Regions from separate parts of the Sus scrofa genome. Here region 1 is linked to region 2. Evidence: chromatin contacts called from public Hi-C data. All regions are on one chromosome and are shown on one strand. The core of a region is the stretch at or near the end of the contact, and the rest is flanking DNA. Distances in the headings are between cores, read along the strand shown. Region 1 holds the start of LRP2BP (LRP2 binding protein). Region 2 holds the start of ING2 (inhibitor of growth protein 2).

Region 1 (3,086 bases), core at 574-3,073, 1.5 Mb after region 2:
TAAAGGGGCAAAAGCTTTAACAACTACTCACAAAATTCTCTTTCCTCGTGAAAATTACATACGTAATAGGCAGCTAACAATAGTTACAAGATTCAATGCATGCTGAACAGAATCTTGTTTTCAAGAAAAAGGATGCAATATGGATGTGTAGCATCACACAAATATCCCATTGCATATGTTAACTGCAATACCTATGTCCAGAACTCTAGGAACGCTCTCATAATAATTCTATTAGTTAGGAATTCCTGATAATGAACATCTGTGTAAACCTGAAGCTTAATATATGCTTTGAAAAATAGTGCTTATCGAATTGAAAAACACGAGAAAAGGAAAATTGGCAACATGGACAGGTATTCTCATATATCTCTCACATTCTTTAAATATAAACAAGGTATTGTGACTAGTTTAAACATAAAAAACAGAACACAAGCATGATTCTATAATATGTTTGAACACAAATATACATGTTTATGTTCAAGTATGCGTATAAATGTTTAAAACTACCCCTTGGAAACAAAAGAGCAAAGAGCAATTTGCTCACCATCCAAGTCTTCAAGATTAACCTGCTGCAGCCATGGGCCAACAGTGCAATTGATGCCTCAGAGAGATTAAGATGATGCCATGATGGGCACTCTGCTTCAGACAGAGGAAATTAAAGGTGATAAAGGGATGCTCTGTGCTTTGGACAAACAAGCCTTCAGGCAGTTAGACACATTTCACCAAGAATTTTAACAAACTCTGCTTTTGCACCTTCCCATGCATAGAAAAACACTACAATCATTAAGCTGAGCTATTTGTTCTCTGTGACTAGCAGTGATCTTTTACCAAGATACATGTTAACTGCATGGATTTCCTAACAAAAAAAATCACATGTAAACTAGTCTCCTAACCACCTCTTAGGAACAGTTCCTCAGAGCTATTTGAAGGCTGTCTCCGGGGCTAGAGTCCTCAGTAAAGTCTTGAATAAAAAACTGAACCCACAACTCCCACGTTGTGCATTTTTCTCAGTCGACACCTTGGACCAGTGCATAGTTCAGTACTATGAATTACTACCAAATTACTTTATGGCTCTTACAAAATATACAATAAACTATAACCAACAATTGGAACTAAAAGGACACCGATCTCAGAGAACAAGCTTGTCCTCTAAAAGTATAGCAATAAATTATTTTTCACTCCTGCTTTCAAAGATGTCAGTAGATAGAAGGAGATCACTGAAGATGTTAGGGAAAATAAATATATGGCTGCAGCTGTAGCTTTTAGCAGGATTAATCTGGGGAAAAAAAAGTGCTGAGGAAAGAGTTCAGAGATTAGATGTGCGAGTCACTGGCTACAGTCTGAAGTGAGGAAGTCTTTTTCTAAAGTTTTACAAAAAGGAATGACTCCAGCTAAACAGTATAAAGAGCTCCAGGAGAGCCTTTCCCCCAACCCAGCTTTCCCCCAGAGCAGCCAAGAGGCAGTCGCCCCTCCACCTACCCCCAAACCCCCAGATCCCGCTTTCTTCCCCAAGTGTCCAGGGCCCAGGGGACAGAGCGAAGCCTCGGGCAACTCTGAACGTGCAGCTAAAGAATTGGAGGCTGCGGCCAAGGCGTCAGCCCCACGCGTGGTAGCTTCCAAAGGTGGTATTGCCACGGAGCGCCTCGTAGCTCCCTCGTTTCCTGGTTACGTGCGTGCCAGCAGAAACCAAAACCTCCGCCCGCGACTCCCGTTTCCCCAAAAGCACTAGAGCTGGGAACTACCGCGTCCGACGTGGGGACTCCGCACGCCTCATGGCGGGCGCTGCATTCCAGCCGCGCAGACTGCCGTCGCTCACCGCGCACGCGCACCGGGACTCCGGGGGAGCGGCCCAGGGCCCCGCCTCAGGGTGGGCGGACCTAACAGCTCCACCGCTGGCCAATCGTCTGGCGGATCCGCGCTGCCTCCGCCTCCTTCCTCCCCGCCAGCCTCTCTGGCTTCCCGGTTGCACGTGCCAGTGTTTTGTGTACGTGCGGCTGCAGCTGGGCGGAGAAAGGCCCGGAAGCCAAGGGTTGGGCAGCTAGGGCTCAACCAGAGTTGGGGCGCGGCGGGGAGGGGCTGGCCCGCTGGCCCTGGCGATCTTTAAATTCTCCTGCTCTTAGGCAGCTTGTGCACTCTTACCTGTTTGCAACGAGTGCCCCACCGTTTTGCTCTCCCAAGGACTCCAGTCCACTACTTTAGGCGGGAAATGCAGTTGCTTGATAGCAACCCAGAGGTGAGACTCAGGCCGCTTTTGTCCTGCAGGTTTAAGCTTCCGGAGGTCTGACTTCTTGGGAGCGCTAGCTAAGGTAATGGTGGATCAATGGACCCTGTGTCTTCAGAGCTGGAAAATTTTTGCAGGGGGGAGGATGTTCAATTTTGGGAGGGCGTGAGCCTGGACAAAGGCAAGAATGGTGCTGGAGCTGTTCTCTTCTCGCAGGTAGATATTCTGAAGCAACTGCTAGAGACGGGGGCCTCCGTCAACGCACCTCCGGATCCCTGTGAGCAGTCGCCTGTCCACCTGGCTGCAGGTGGCGGCCTTTCTTGCTTTCTTCTTTGGCAACTGCAGACTGGCGCTGACCTCAACCAACAGGTAACTAGGTAACTGATTGTTGTGTGCAACCCTCCCCTCCACCCCAAATCCCCTCAAACAATTCTTAGGCACCAGGATATTTAGTGGTTTCACTTTCATGAACTTGACCGTCTCAGCGATGTCCAATAGAAATAAGTGAGACACATAGGTAACTTAAAATTTTCTAGTCGCCATATTAATGAAGTAAAACGAAACTTGTAATTAGTCTTAGTAATTTAACCTAATTAATCCAAAATATCATTCTAATATGTAATCAATATAAAACATTACTGTTAAGTATTTTACATTTTCTTTTGATGTGTCTTCTCAATCCGGTGTGTATTTTACATTTATAGCACATTTCAATTCAGACTAGCCACATTTCAGGTGCTCATTAGCCATATGTTGGGCTGCTGGTTAATATACCGGACAGCATTTCGAAGGTCTACGATTCATTTCCAAAGGAACAATTGCTCCATTACCAAATGAAGTCTCAGGGTAGCTACTGACATACTTGTGA
Region 2 (2,882 bases), core at 159-2,658:
CTGTTCTTGGAGGGAGTGCTCTAGGTATTCAGAATCACTGCCTTTTCTCACTTCTACTTTCTAACCATGTGTCATATCTGCCTGCAGATCACTATTTAGGCTGAATAAAATCATAGGTGCATTCTATGTCTAATCAGAATCAATAAATAATAAGACATTGTGCATTATTTGGGGCCTTCAAAAAAACCCTAACCGATTTAAATCTATGTGTAAACAAAACTAGTAAGGTTCAGGCAAAAAGTGATAAAATTCAATTTTTCACAGTGACTGTTTTTTGACAAGATCTGGCTGCTTAACCTAAGAGATTTAAAGGAGGACAACAATAAGAAACCTAGATGATTCTCTGAAATACAATACTACACTGCCTGGGTTGAAGTGGTCAAAACCTCAAAGTGTCACAGGAAAATAGCACATGACAATCTTCGAGTCCTGTGTAATATTACTTTGTTCCCAAGACTCAAATTTCCAAGAATGCTTTGTTTCGGCTTTAAAATTTAAAATATCCTGTACCTCAAGGTCTAGATTTCTCTTTGCATGTCAATGGTAACCATACTATTAACAGCTATTTCAAAAGTACTCTAAATAGGTCACCATGCAAGTGCACCACCGCGGCGAACCAAATGGATATAAGGAGAAATCCAAATTTATCACCCACTCACGTTTTCTTTTTAACTCAAATGTGCTACTCACAATAGTGTTTGTTTACTTTGGCACGCCATTAAAATTCTCTTTGTATTAGTTCTCTTTACACCCGTTTCTTCCAAAAACACACGTCATTATACAAACTGAGTCCATCTGAAATTAAAATTAGCTCCTCTGCCTGGCATTTCAGTTTACAAAAGACAGAAATTAAACCCTGTCGACCGATCACCTAGATGAGGACGTGAACCTGATTCCTAATTAGGTTTTTCCTCGCGTCTTCACCACCCCTTGTCCTCGGGCCCCCCAGTGTTTTTCTGTCTTAGAGGAGAAAGATGTTAAGGTGGTGGTGAACCTCAAGCCGCCAGGAAGCCCTAGCCGACGTTTAATGCTTAAACGTTCTGATCCCCCGGGGGGAAACTTTTTTCTTTTTCTTTTTTTAAGGTTACCCGTTGGACAGTTTTCAGGGCAGTCAGCCCACACTAAACTCGATCTCCCAAGAGCGGGAGGGTGGACAAAACCTGCACGGTCGTGGGACGGCGCGGGGGGGCCCCGCGTCTGAGGAAGGGTGGGACCTCGTTGAAGCCAGGAGATTCAAAACACGGATCGACTAAGGGAGAAAGAAACCTCAGGGGGCTGTGGGGGCACCGCCTACCTCCGCGATCAGCCCCGGATGCTCCGGGAGCCTACAGGCCGCGGCGGGAGGAGGACCGAGCCCGAGGGCGGTGCCGAGCGGGCGGGCACACAGCCGCCGCGCATGCTCGGAGCCGCGCCCGCTGCAAGCCGCCGCGTCGACCCGCAAGGCCTCCCTCCAGGGTCGCGGCGGAGAGCCACCGCCCGCTGCTCCTTTTAAGGCTTGCGAGGGGCCGCGCTTGATCCACCTGATGGGGGAAAAGTCGGTAACACCGGGCTGGGGGAGCTGGTCCAAGCTTCCCCCTCCCTGTGGGAAGGACGAAAGGGAGGACTCAGCCGTCAGCCCCCGCAAGTCCCATTCAGACCTTGAGCAAAGAGGTGGACTTGACAGTGCTTCCCCTTTAAGAGGGGGCGGTGCGCAGCCTGCCGTTTGGCTGCCCTTCGCACCCTCCCCCCGCCCCGGGCCGAGAGTTTACAGACCAATCACCCGGGTGGCGGAGGGAAGGCGGGAGAATGCGAACCTTTCGGTAGGGCGGTAGGGGCGGGCCCCCGGCCTTATTAGGAGGGAGGCCTGCGCAGGCGCAGACGCGTCCGCAGCCGGAGGGGCGGGGGCAATCCAGTGAGAGACTCTCCGACAGGCACCGAGGGTGATTGGGAGGAAAGGGGCAGCGAAAGGCTTGTCATGGGGTTCCGAGCTGCGAAGCGGCATCGGTAGCATCTGGGGATTTTGAGGGGGACAGGAAGTGTCAACGCCCGGGACCCCGGCGCCAGCTCCGCTGGGGGGATCCCCGCTGCTCTAGTCCTGGGGAGGGAGGGGAAAAAGGAGGGAGCCCAGATCTCGCCCCGCCCCTGGGCTTGTTACCGCGGGGGCGGGGAGTGAGGGCTTCTTTTTGGGGGGAGTGGAGATCGGGGGACTCGGCTGTGCCCTCCTGAGCGGCTGCGGGTGTCCCCGCGGCGCCGGGCTGCGGAGCAGAGGAGCCGCGGCGGCCGTGGCTGTTGCATGAGTGGCTGCTGGATGCGGAGGCGGCGGCGGCGGCGGCGGCGAGGAGCAGCAGCGGCGGCAGGATGTTAGGGCAGCAGCAGCAGCAACTCTACTCGTCGGCCGCACTCCTGACCGGGGAGCGGAGCCGGCTTCTCACCTGCTACGTGCAGGACTACCTCGAGTGTGTGGAGTCGCTGCCCCACGACATGCAGAGGAACGTGTCCGTGCTGCGAGAGTTGGACAACAAATATCAAGGTAGGGGCCGCGGGACTGCCTGTGCGGGTCCTCCCCCAACTCATCCGCTGGCCGCCGGGCACGGTCCCTCGGAGCCTGCCTGGGGAAGTGCCGCTTTCCATTTCTCCTGTGACAGTCTCCCCGAGTGTACAGAGGGGTCTGGTGTGTGGGACGGGAGAACGGGACTGGAGACGGGGTTCGCGGCCCTCCCTTCCCCCTGCGGTCGGCGAGGACTTCTCTTGGAGTCTCAAGGGTGGAGGTGGGGGCGGCTCGACAGCCCCCGCTGCAGACCCGGAGGCTGCAGCTGGTGTGGAGGGGAATCAGCCATTTTAAGCAGCAAGCATTTGTTCCGGCGCTCCCCTGCCCGGTGCCGCAGACCCTCCTGCCCCGGCCG

What was found. Hi-C and Micro-C count contacts between places; a contact is called where the count stands out from the background.
Region 1: a contact with region 2 is called in a Hi-C map of liver, with 5 times the contacts expected there. The contact joins the promoter of LRP2BP here to the promoter of ING2 in region 2. A contact is called at or near these places in 1 of 5 promoter capture datasets (liver), 1 of 47 Hi-C or Micro-C datasets (liver) and 1 of 2 datasets of contacts at active chromatin or transcription factors (alveolar macrophages).

What each region holds. Positions count from the first base shown.
Region 1 is chr15:46,443,833-46,446,918 of Sscrofa11.1, forward strand. LRP2BP (LRP2 binding protein) reads right to left here and starts at 1,824. Exons shown (of 11, transcript NM_001243566.2): 1 at 1,758-1,824; 2 at 1,740-1,755. The coding sequence starts at 1,771. It overlaps ANKRD37 (ankyrin repeat domain-containing protein 37), which reads left to right and starts at 1,957. Exons shown (of 5, transcript XR_002339222.1): 1 at 1,957-2,303; 2 at 2,435-2,587.
Region 2 is chr15:44,916,187-44,919,068 of Sscrofa11.1, forward strand. It overlaps ING2 (inhibitor of growth protein 2), which reads left to right and starts at 1,409. Exons shown (of 2, transcript XM_003133342.5): 1 at 1,409-2,509. The coding sequence starts at 2,338. It overlaps LOC100621235 (a long non-coding RNA gene), which reads right to left and starts at 1,380. Exons shown (of 5, transcript XR_001301384.2): 1 at 1,295-1,380.